Regions from separate parts of the Mus musculus genome. Here region 1 is linked to region 2. The links are chromatin contacts, called in public HiChIP or PLAC-seq maps. All regions are on one chromosome and are shown on one strand. Each heading gives the region's core, a stretch centred on a gene start, on an enhancer-like site or on the middle of the called end of the contact. The rest is flanking DNA. Distances are from core to core; before and after follow the strand shown.

Evidence for each region. HiChIP or PLAC-seq counts read pairs in DNA pulled down with a chosen protein or histone mark.
Region 1: an HNF4G HiChIP or PLAC-seq map of pancreatic cancer cells shows a contact between it and region 2. The contact joins two enhancer-like sites. A contact is called at or near these places in 4 of 484 Hi-C or Micro-C datasets (the 63-12 cell line, CD4 T cells, LSK cells and 1 more), 2 of 115 datasets of contacts at active chromatin or transcription factors (double positive thymocytes and pancreatic cancer cells) and 1 of 9 other capture datasets (embryonic stem cells).

Annotation. Positions count from the first base shown.
Region 1 is chr1:191,791,810-191,797,390 of GRCm38.p6, reverse strand. No RefSeq gene overlaps it. Among named protein-coding and RNA genes, the nearest start is that of Gm26203, 22 kb to the right of the region's middle. Within about 2 kb of position 3,575, at least 37 of the 459 cell types and tissues checked have an H3K27ac peak or open chromatin away from gene starts, as enhancers often do. A contact at or near this core is called in pancreatic cancer cells, where this site is marked.
Region 2 is chr1:191,285,578-191,290,993 of GRCm38.p6, reverse strand. No RefSeq gene overlaps it. Among named protein-coding and RNA genes, the nearest start is that of Nenf, 30 kb to the left of the region's middle. Within about 2 kb of position 2,038, at least 14 of the 459 cell types and tissues checked have an H3K27ac peak or open chromatin away from gene starts, as enhancers often do. A contact at or near this core is called in pancreatic cancer cells, where this site is marked.

The DNA of each region.
Region 1 (5,581 bases), core at 2,326-4,825, 500 kb before region 2:
GAGGGTGAAGAGCCAACACACCAAGGTACAGAGAGCAGGAGGGATGGGAGGCAGCCTGCTGGTCCATCCAGGCTGGGGGTGGTACAGAGGTGACAGTTCCAGGGCTGACTGGGACTGAGGACCAGAAGCAGGTTGGTCCCAAATCTATGCCTGCCTCCACCAGTGTGCAGAGCCATCACACCAACGCTGGAAACACACTGGAGCCATCTTGCTTAAGCTTTTGTTTTGTTTTGTTTTTGTTGTTGTTGTTGTTGAGGTCTGGCTGATGCACGACAAGCAGCACATATTTAAAATGCATACTTTGAGAGGTCTTGGCCTCTGAACACACCCTTGAAGTTGGCGTGTGACAAAGAATCTATCTCTATTCCCCCCTCCTTGGGCCTCTCTGAGATCCTTCCCTCTGCCTTAGATACCCAGTTTGACTCCTAACCGCAGGTCACTGATCTGCCTTTTGATACTGTAGACTCATACTATAGAATGCTGGGTGTAAGCCATGGCACAGGACAGCCCTTTTTTGGCTGGCATGATTATTGTGAGATTCATCCAGGCAATGCTTGTCTGCATATCATTCCACTGTGTTAACAGCTCATAGCTTGTCTTTTCAATGAAGGAGGATGTGCGGGCTGTTTGTGTTTGGTGCCATTCCAGACAAAGCCTTTCCGAGTGTTTGTGTGTGAGTCTTTGAATGGTCACATGCTCATTTCTCTTGGATAAACCTTCAGCATGCAATAGCTGGGCCATCTGGTAGGTCTGATTGTTTTGGTCCCTAAATACTGAAAACAATCCAGCCAAACTTTCTACCCTTGTCTTTCCTGCCTCAAGGCAGATATAGACCTCCTCCCACCTTGGTTGCTAAGCTCTGAGAGCATCAGTAGATTTTATATATAGAGAGAGAATTTATGAGCCTGGCTTGTAGTCTGGAGAGCTAGCTCAACAGCCGCTGTGGTGTGACAGAAAGGCTGAGAATCTGGTTCAGTCCTCAAGGCTGTTTCCCTTGGCCTAGAGCCCTGAAGAGCCTCCGGTTTGCCCTGGAATCCTGATGAAATAGGTTTAACACTGGCCACACCCCAGGATAGATGAACTTTCCAGGAAAGTAAGGGCAAGTAAGCAAACAACAAAGCTTCCTTCTCCACAACCTTTTATCTGGGCTGCACCAAAAGGTCTGGACCAGACTGAAGGTGGGCTTTCCTATTTCAAATAATATGCTTAAGAAAAGCCTTCACAGGTGTGCCAAGCCACTTGGGTTTAGTTGATTCCAGATGTAGTCATGGTGACAACCAAGATGGCCAAGACAGCTACACCTATGGCGGACTGGCTTCATTAGAATCTTCCTTGGTGTTTTTCTGCCCTCTCCCCACTTTGTCTTCTGTCTTACTCGTCCAGTGAAAATGTCCAACTTTGTGACATCGATATCGACAGACAATGAAGAAGGCTGAGCTCGGATTGTTTGTATAGCTAAACGTTTATTGGTCTCACGTCTTCATTGATCTTCATTTTGATTCGCTGAGAGAGGCACAGCTGAGAACTTTCCTTGATGTTCCTATTGGCTCTGGTCCTTCCTGTCCACTTGTGTCGACTAAGGCCTGGCACTTCCTGCTAGGTCTGTCACTGCCGATGCTACCCCAACATTACCAGATTGGACTACTGGTATACCCGTAAAGCAAGTGGATCGAGCTGTCGTTGCCCACCTGTGAACTAAACGACTAGTTTCCTGAGGACACAGATGAGATTTACTACAAAGAACAATTTCTGAACAGGTCCATGTCCCCCGCCCCCATTTCCTTTCTTCTCCACTACCTCTGGTAGATGATGGGCTACTAGGGAGGTTAAAACATTTAAGATCCATCATTAAAAATGACATTAAAAATTAAAATGATAACAGAGACTTTTAGGTTAAGTTGTCAGGTTGATAAAGTTTTAAATTGCATGGCTCATGCTTGGTATCATGGCTAAGAAACCCTGCCTCTCAGGAGAGCACCAGGTTTTCTTGTGTGGTTCTACAAGGGTTTCATGGTTTTGTTTTTATACTTAGTATTTTTGGTTGGCTTTGTGATTATTTTTTGAGCCGTGGCTGGCATGCTATTCACGTTGTAGCCCATGCAGGCCTTGGACTCTCTGCAATCCTCCTGCCTTAACCTTCTCAGTGCCTGGGTTACAGAACGCGCTGCCACGTTCCGCCAAGACTTTGGCTTTGCAATCAGCATTTTTCCTTTGAGTTTGGTTGTTTACTTGTGTGAAACATTGGTTAGCTACATAGCTCAGACTGGCCTTGAACTCATGATTCTCCTGTGTCTGCCTCCCGAGTGTCAGGGTTACAGGCATGTGCCACTATTCTGCTTATATTTAGGTTTTGACCCATTTCGAGTTTGTTTTGTGTATGTCAAAAGCTGTGGAAGGTTGTGAACTCACCCGCATGAGTGTCCAGCTGCCTCTCCCCATTTGCCCACTGCCTTCTGTGCTGAATTGCACTTGAACCTTTGTAAATGCTCGGTTATACATTGTCACATTCATCTCCTGTACCTACTGTGACAAACTTCTACAAACTTGGTGGCCTAAGGAACAGGCCTCGTTTCTTAGTAAAGACTAAACCTCTCCTAGTTTTGGTGCCAGAAGAGCGACCTCAAAGAAGGGCCTCCAGGTTTCTGGAGGAAGGTAGGGTATATGCCCACTCCCTTCCCTGTGTCCCTGTGAGGGATGTGCCCCCCTTCCCTCCCCCCTTCCCTGCGTCCCTCTGGGGGATACGCCTCCTTCCCTGTGGCTTATCAGAGTCTGCCTCTGAGCAGCCGAGCAGAGCTGAGGTCTTTCTTCATGATGAGTGCATACTTCATGAGGACAGAAACCAGATCTTACTCGTCTCTGCTTCTCAACCCACAGTGGCTTGAGAGATGCACAGCTGGTCTGTAGAATGAATGAGCAGAAGAGGAGGCACCACCAGTATTCTGGGAAAGACTTCGCACATCATGCAAAAGTTGAAAGGGATGGAAGCCGGACATGGTGCAGGTTTGGGAGGTGGAGATGGAGCCCCGTAGCTCACTGACCAGCATATTAAACTGATGTCATCAAGCTCTGAACTTTGAACCTGGAGAGGAAACTTTCAGTGTGTTCGCTAAAGAAGGTTCAGAGCATGAACACAGCACGAGGTTATATGCACAAGGACCACCTGGGAAAAACAGGAGTTATCACAGCTGACCACACCCATGCACAGATGTACAAGTGTGCAAATACCAGGCTTGTAGAGTTGCACCTCAGACCTGGTGGGTTCAAACACACACACACACACACACACACACACACACACACACACACACACTCTTGCAACGTAGCTGTCTGTGATACTATGAGTCAAAGTGCAGGTGGCCAGAAGCCTAAGCAAACATGTGAGCTGCCTCCTAACAAGGAAAGGAAAACAGGAAATGGATGCTGTGCAGCCTCTCCTCTCTCCTTCCTTCCCCCGTCTTCCAGATAGCAGCCCAGACAACAGGCTACAAACAACACCCTGGCAGCCATTGCATCTCACGATGCTCCAAGGGAGTAGGAAACAAGTTGGTTCCCAGAATGCTTTGCAAAGGCTCTGCATTGGACTATATAGAGGCCTCAGGGGAGTGGGGCTGCCTGGGTACTAATCCTGGGCTGGGCCCCTACAGCAGCTTGGCTAGTTCTGGCCTCCTGCTTGGTGTTTAAGTTTTGCCTGGACCTTGTTTGTTATCAGGCCTCCCACAATGAACTGAGTATCTTTTTAGGGGTGACCATGCCTCCCCTGAGCTCTTCCAGGAGGAGTCAGGCTTGTTTTCTCTTAGTCTTCACAGCACCCGAAGCTAGAGTGATTTTCAGCTGGGTTTCTGTCCGTGGGCCATTCCTTCCTCTCTGCAGATCTTTTAGGAACTCCTATCTGCTCAGGGCTTCCCACATGGGGCTGTGATGAACTTCTAGACTCTGGGTCTCAATCCGTGGCTGGCTCTGACTCGTACTCAATCCTAGCTGTAGCACCCAAGGGTCACTCCTCTCGGGTTTCGGGGCATATCAGCATCACCAGGGAATCGGTGAGAACCCGAGATTTCCTCAATAATTCATACCCCATGTCCCTCCTCCTGCAACATCACGTGGATCTGAACAAAGGCAGTGAACATTATCCAGCAGTAACCTAATCTCCTGGGTCGTTTACCAACAACACTCAGAGTGATCTCAAGGATTACCTTGGACTCTGGCCAGCACCTGGGAGACTGGGCCTAACTGAAGGCCAAATGGCCCAGGGTGCCAAGTAAGCCAACAGTGAGTTCCACTGAGGGGAGCTGGAAAATAAGCAAGCAAAAGATGTCTGGGAACTGCGGCTGTGGAGGCCTGTGTAGACTTCCATCCCACTAGCTGGAGCAGTGAAGCTGGGGCACCCCGTTCTCCACAAGGTCTCTGGTCTTGTCTACAGTTTGCCCCAGCAGAGCCAAACTGCAAGCCCATTGCTTGTTGGCACACACCTTCTCTGTACTGAGACTGCCACTGCACAGCAGGGGGAAAGGAGGTAGGAGCTCACCTCTGGATCATAAGGGATACAGACCAATAGTTTCTGGCATGACTGCTACAGGACACAGCAGAGATGTGCCCAGTGTGCATGGAACCAAGAAAAAAACATCAAACTGGAAGTTCTGGTGATGGAAGGTTCTCTGGAGGCTTTGGCCTGGAACTGGGTGTTAGAGGGTAAACAGGATTCTGGGGGCAAGAAAGCAGCTGGGATTTGGGGCAACGGGACAGCAAGCAACTTTGGGAAAGAAAGGGTTTATTTGGGTTACACGTCCACAGTACTGTCCTTCGTAGAGGGAAGCCAAGGCAGAAACTCAAGAAGGAACCTAAAGCCAGACAAGCCTGCTTGCTATTCCACACACCATTTGCCTCTCCCCGAGAAAACTCCCGTCACAAAGTGACACAACAGGAACTGTGGAGCAGCTGCTGGCTGGCACTCAGGTGTATGCTCATCTAGCTTTCTCATACGGTTTAGGACCATCTGCTTGCGGGATGGTGCTACCCACAGAAGACTGGGCCATTCTACCCAGTGAACAATCCCTGCCTCCAGACGTGCCCACGGGCCATTATGAGAGGCAATTCCTTGATTGAAATTCTCTTCCTAGATAAATTCTAGGTTCTGTCAATTTGGCAGTTAAAGCTGACTAGCTAGGATGAACTCATTCATGTACATAGGTATGTATGTATGTATGTATGTATGTATGTATGTATGTATGTATATTTTCTCAGAATAGCCCAGGCTAGCCTTGAACTCATTGGGTAGCTGAAGATATTTTTGACCTTCTGGTCCTCCTGCCTCCACCTCCCAAGTGCTGGGCCTGCAGGCTTGTGACACCACAGTTGGTTTATACGGCACTGGGAATCAAATCCAGGGCGTCATGCATTCTAAGCGAGTAATCCACTAAATAAATAAGTTAATCCTCAGCCTGGGCTCTCTTGTAAATGAGAGACACTCAGCTCAGACCAGGTTAAACAACCCAGAGAACTACAAGTCTCCATAACACGGGGGAGCCATCCTTGGGCTCACACTTGGCATTTGGATTCGCCATTCTCACCTTTCTCTCTGCGG
Region 2 (5,416 bases), core at 789-3,288:
GAGAGTCTGTGGATAGCTGGTTCCACATAACGACCAATGAGGATGTCACACATTCTAGCATTCTGGCTTTATTCCTAAGGAAGAGTTATAATAAATGAACTACCCAGTATATTCCTTATTGTAACTGTTAATGTGGTCATGTATGTGTGTGTGTGCCTTTGTGTGTGCATGTGCATGCATGCATGTATTAGTGTGTGTGTGGTATGTGGTATGTATGTGGAATGTGGTGGTCTGAGGGAGAAATGTCCTCCATAGGCTCAGGTATTTAGATGCTTGGTCCCCAGTTGCTTGACTGTTTGGGGAGGCTCTGGAACCTGTAGGCTTTCTGGTGGATGTCCATTAGTGAGAGAGAGTGGGTGTTGGGAGTTTCTAACCTCACTCGCAGTGTGCTCTTCTTGCTTTGTAGTTACTGTTGAAGATGCGATTTCTCCACTTCCTGATCCTGCTGCCATGTCTGCTGCTTCTGCCACCGCTCCCTGCCAGGATGGACTCCAGCCCTCCAGGATCATATGCTTAAACAACCCTTCCTTCTATAAGTTGCCCTTGTGGTCCTTTTTATCCCAACAACAAAAGGTACTGATAATAGCATTACCATACAGAATAGTATTAGTCCTTAGCGGGTTTTTGTTGTTGTTATTTGGTTTTGTTTTTCAAGACAAGGTTTTTCTATGTAGCCCTGGATGCCCTGGAACTCACTCTGTAGACCAAGCTAGCCTTGAACTTGAAGATCTGCCTCCCTCTGCTTCCTGGGTTCTGGGATAAAAGACATACACCACCATGCCTGGCTAGTCCTTGGTAATTATGATGGATGCAGTTTAAGGCCCAGAGTGCAAACTAGCAAGAAGCTGCTCAGATGTAAAGAAGTGTTTGGTATCAAGGTGACCAAGGTGAGTTTGTATTGTCAGCTTTGCTAGATTTAGAATCACCTAGGAGATGACCCTTTGGGTGTGTCTATGGAGGTATCTCCAGAGTTAAGAGTGGACCGAAGAGATCCTGAATTTGGGTGGCACCTTCCATGGGTTGAGGTCCTAGACTGAACAAAAAAGGGGACGTGTCATTCTGCTGCGAGCTGCCTCCTGCCTCACCCATAGGTCTTCCCACCATGACGGTATCCTAGAGCATCGAGGACTCCACACCTCAGACAGCAAGGTGAAATTGCAAACACTCCCTCCACCCCCGAAGTCAAAGGGTCTCCTGGCTGCACAGTGCCCTTAAGTGAGACACATCATGGTCTGCCTCCTATTTCTGCTAACACACATGCTTTCTGGGTTTGTCAACTGTCAGTGTGAAGGACAGTCTTCCCAGCCAGTCCATCATCCTTTACCCCTGACCTCCATCCTGGCTGGTACCCTGGCACCTCCTGCAGGTGTGGGGAGAGAGAGCACTGTGGTTGGGTGAGTGGATGGCATAGGTCATCTCAGGGCAAATCCCTGGCTTGCTGCATTCCTCAGGTCTCTCGCAGGATGCTGTAAACTCAGTGTAACACTGTCCAGGTCATCCCAGATCTCTGCAAATGACCATCAAGATTTGGGGTAGTATTACTTGGGCAGGTCAGTAGCTTCTTCCCACGTGGTTCGCAAGGGGCAGCCTGGGACCAGGGCACAGTCTCATGGTCCCAGCATAACTGATAGTTATGAAGAAAGAACAAACCACAGAGTGGGTGTGTCCTCCCCTTCCCACTGCTACAGTTCAGGCAAGGCCTGTGTTCCCTACCACCAGTCCTGCTTGCTCCAGTCCAGGTCCCACGCTGTGAAGGCTTTGCTCCAGGAGGACTGGCAGCATCACCGTCCAATATTTAACACCATTGCTTGACCCCAGAGGGCTTCCCACTGGCTGCTGCTACACAGGCCACACTCTGTCCTGACAGTTTGCCCTTGTTCTGCTGCACGTCCTCAGAATGAGAGCCTCCCCAGTTCCAGGTAAAAAACCCCGCTTTTCACCCCTGTTGCTTTCTGTCCATCTATGACCACCAGGGGGCGCTATTGTGAGGCTCTGTGGTGCCCCATGGGGCGCTGTACCTTCCTAGAGAGCTGCTTTCCCATGCTCCTGGTGTTGACTGGGTCATCCTTAGACATCTGGCCGCTGGAGGGCGGTAGAGAGTGGGGTGCTCAGGTGACTCCAGAAACACCCAACACATCACTGGCAGGGATGAGAGGCTTGGCTCTGCGCCCCCCCCTTTTCCCTCCATACACACGGTGCTGGCTCCACTATCTTCCTTAGTTGTCTTCCTACTTGATCCATACCACTCTTATCTTAACCCCATTAGCTATCTTCATTTTCAGTACCTTGTTTATTAAGCAATGTTGGAACTTAAAAAACAAACTTAACAACTGTTCCACCATTAAGTTAAACCCTGGCCTCCCTGCTTCACACTTAAAAGTACACCTGCCACTGGGCCACTAAGGCCCACATTGCTAATTCAGGCTGATCTTCTGCTTCACGGCCTTAAGTTAACTACATTTACAAAGACCCCGTCAACCCCCCAGCAATGTAACAGTCCAGGCCTTTCTGAAGGGTACCATTCAGCTCACTGCAGTCTCCCGTATGAGGCAGCTCAGAACTGGTCCTCAGATCCACATGAAAGGCAGAAGACTTCCCAAACCCAGCACACCATCTAAAGCATGGGCAGGAATGGCATTTAGGGAAACCCCTCAGCTTAGACCACAAGGGAATTCTGGAGATCTGGGCTCGTTCAGGGCTATTAATCAGGGCTGGGTGGATTATGCTGTAGTAACAGCATGCAATCCCAACACCTCAGTGGTCTTATTCAATTCCAGCCTGAGTCAGGGCTCTCTTCTGGTCGTTCCTCCTTCCAGGGCTTGGTTGATTAAGCAGCCACCGTCCCAGAAACACTCTGGCCTTAGTGTCAAAAAGAGACAACAATAACAAAACACAATTGTGGTGACTTAAAAACCCATGACAGTTCTCATTTTGTCCTGTTTGCCCATAGTACACACCTGTCGGGACTGGCTGTCTAGTCACACTAGGACAGCGGTTCTCAACCTGAGGATCATGACTCCTTTGGGTTGAATGGCCCTTCCACAGAGGTCACATATCAGATATCCTGCATAACAGATGTTTGCATCACCACTTATAACAGTAGCAAAGTTACAGCTATGAAGTAACAACAAAGTAACTTTATGCTTGGGAGTCCCCACAACCTGAGGAGCTGGAATAGAGAGCTGCAGGGTTAGGAAGGGTGAGAACCACTGCCCCAGACGCACGGGTACATGAATGTGCATTTTTCAGACAGCAACACAGGTTTAGGAAGCACTGGATCAGATACAATTGTAATGCGTCATCTGACGATGTCACCTATGTCCTTACCTTTCTCACTTGGGTCAGTTCACCAATCAGGGCACTGGCTAAAAAACGAAATTTCAACAAATGTACTTGACAGACTGTCTTAGTTAAGGATTGTATTGCCGTAAACAGACACCATGACCAAGGCAACTCTTATAAAGGACAACACTTAATTGGGGCTGGCTTATTGGTTCTGAGGTTCAGTTGTTTATCATCATGGCAGGAAGCATGGGCAGACATGGCACTGGAGATGCTGAGAGTTCTATATCTTGTTCTGAAGGCAGACAGGAGAAATTGGCTTCCAGGCAGCTAGGAGGAGGGTCCCCCCTAATGACATATTTCCTCCAACAAGGCTACACCTACTCCAACAAGACCATACCTCCTAATAGTGCCTTTCCTGGGACCAAGCATATACCAACCAGCACACAGACCTAATTGGCTTTAATAATGCTGCATCAAGCAGGCAGCAATGTGCTCCAATAGAGGATGTTCCACTTACTAGTGAGGCTTTGTAACACAGCTCGGGCAGGAACAGGAAACAGAACAACAGCAAGGCAACTGCTTAAATCAGGCCAGGGTAAAGTAAGGGACTGTTTATCACGACAGCTCAGAGGCATCCTCTCTGGAGAGCTGCTCTGACATGCTGGCAGTGAGGCAATCCAGTCTGTGTGGGGCTCTCTGCTTGCTTGGTTTCTATTCAGTTGTATGGCTCTTGGTCTGGTCTATTGGATGACCCACTATACATCTTAATCAATAACACTGGGTGGAGGCCAGGCAGCTGGAGACTCACAGCCACTCCATTTGTTAGGGCACCCATGTCATGACTGCTGTGACAGTGGTTATTGGCTTGTGCTGAAAGATGCTGGGCCAGGCCCACGGCATGAAACATAAGCAGCCGTGGGTTAAGCCTGGGACATGCGTGGGCCCAAGAAGGTGACCTTGGGGACACCCCACACAGGAAGGAACCCAAACATGAGCAAAGTCAGCAATGCCCTCTCCTGAGGATGTCCCTCTGTCCTTTGTAAGTGACCTCATGCTGGATCCCACCAGGGATCACATATCAGGAAGCCATTTAGCCCTCAATGCTTTTCTGGGGAGAGAGAGTAAAGGCAGGGAGATGTGGCTTTTACTGATCACCCACCTAACACTGGTCCCCTGGGCCACCAGGATCCATTCAACAAAATCAAGATAAACTGGATGTTGCCATCCAAAAGGAGACAGCTGGGGCGGGAAGGAGAAAGGAAAGCAACCACAGGAAGTCTCCGCAGGGACAAGAAAATGACGACCATGGTGAAGAAGGGGTAAAGGGATCCGTATTTGGCCTTAACCATGGGCTCTCCCTAATTTTAGGTAGCATCGAATGTGACCAAATTAAGATAATCTTGGTGGTACAGGCCTGTAATCCTGGCTCCTCTGGATCCTGAGGCAGGAGGATTACCAAGTACAAATTTACCTGGGCAACTTCGGTGAAACCTGGAGAGGTGGTTCAGAGGTTAAGCAAGAGGACCTGAGTTCAGTGAGGTGGGGGTGCAAGCTGACAGCCTCATGTTTTGCTTGAGACAGCTCTCCAGATAGCTCTGTTCTTGCTAGAAAAAAAATTCTAAAAGAGCTGTGTTCGCTCTCCAAGCAGATCTCTCTGGGTAGCTATCTCTTGCAGACCAAAGCCCATGTATGGGCTTTTATTTATGTATTAATTCAATAGTCCACCCCAGTTTCCCTTTTGATTATCCCATGAATCAACACTTTATGTCCCTATCCCCTTGATTCTTAGAAAGACAGCAGGTACATTATTTTTTTTAAAACATAGCAATGAACTCAGGGATCTTCCTGCCTTTGTAAGCATAGACAATAAACTAGCTGGGTGGGATCCAACTCTGAGATCACCATTCCTACCCCGCTGGGCCTAAACTAGCTCTGTCCCAGGCTGACCTTGAACTCAGGAATCTGCCTGCCTTTGTAAGCACAAACAATAAACTTAGCTGAGTGGGATCTTGCCATGCTATCACCACTCCCCAAATTTCTTCATCTCCTTAATATCTTTCTGACAAGCTGGCTCAGAGTGCAGCTGCCTCTGTTATTTTAGGTTTGTGAAGCCCCTCATATAATTCATATT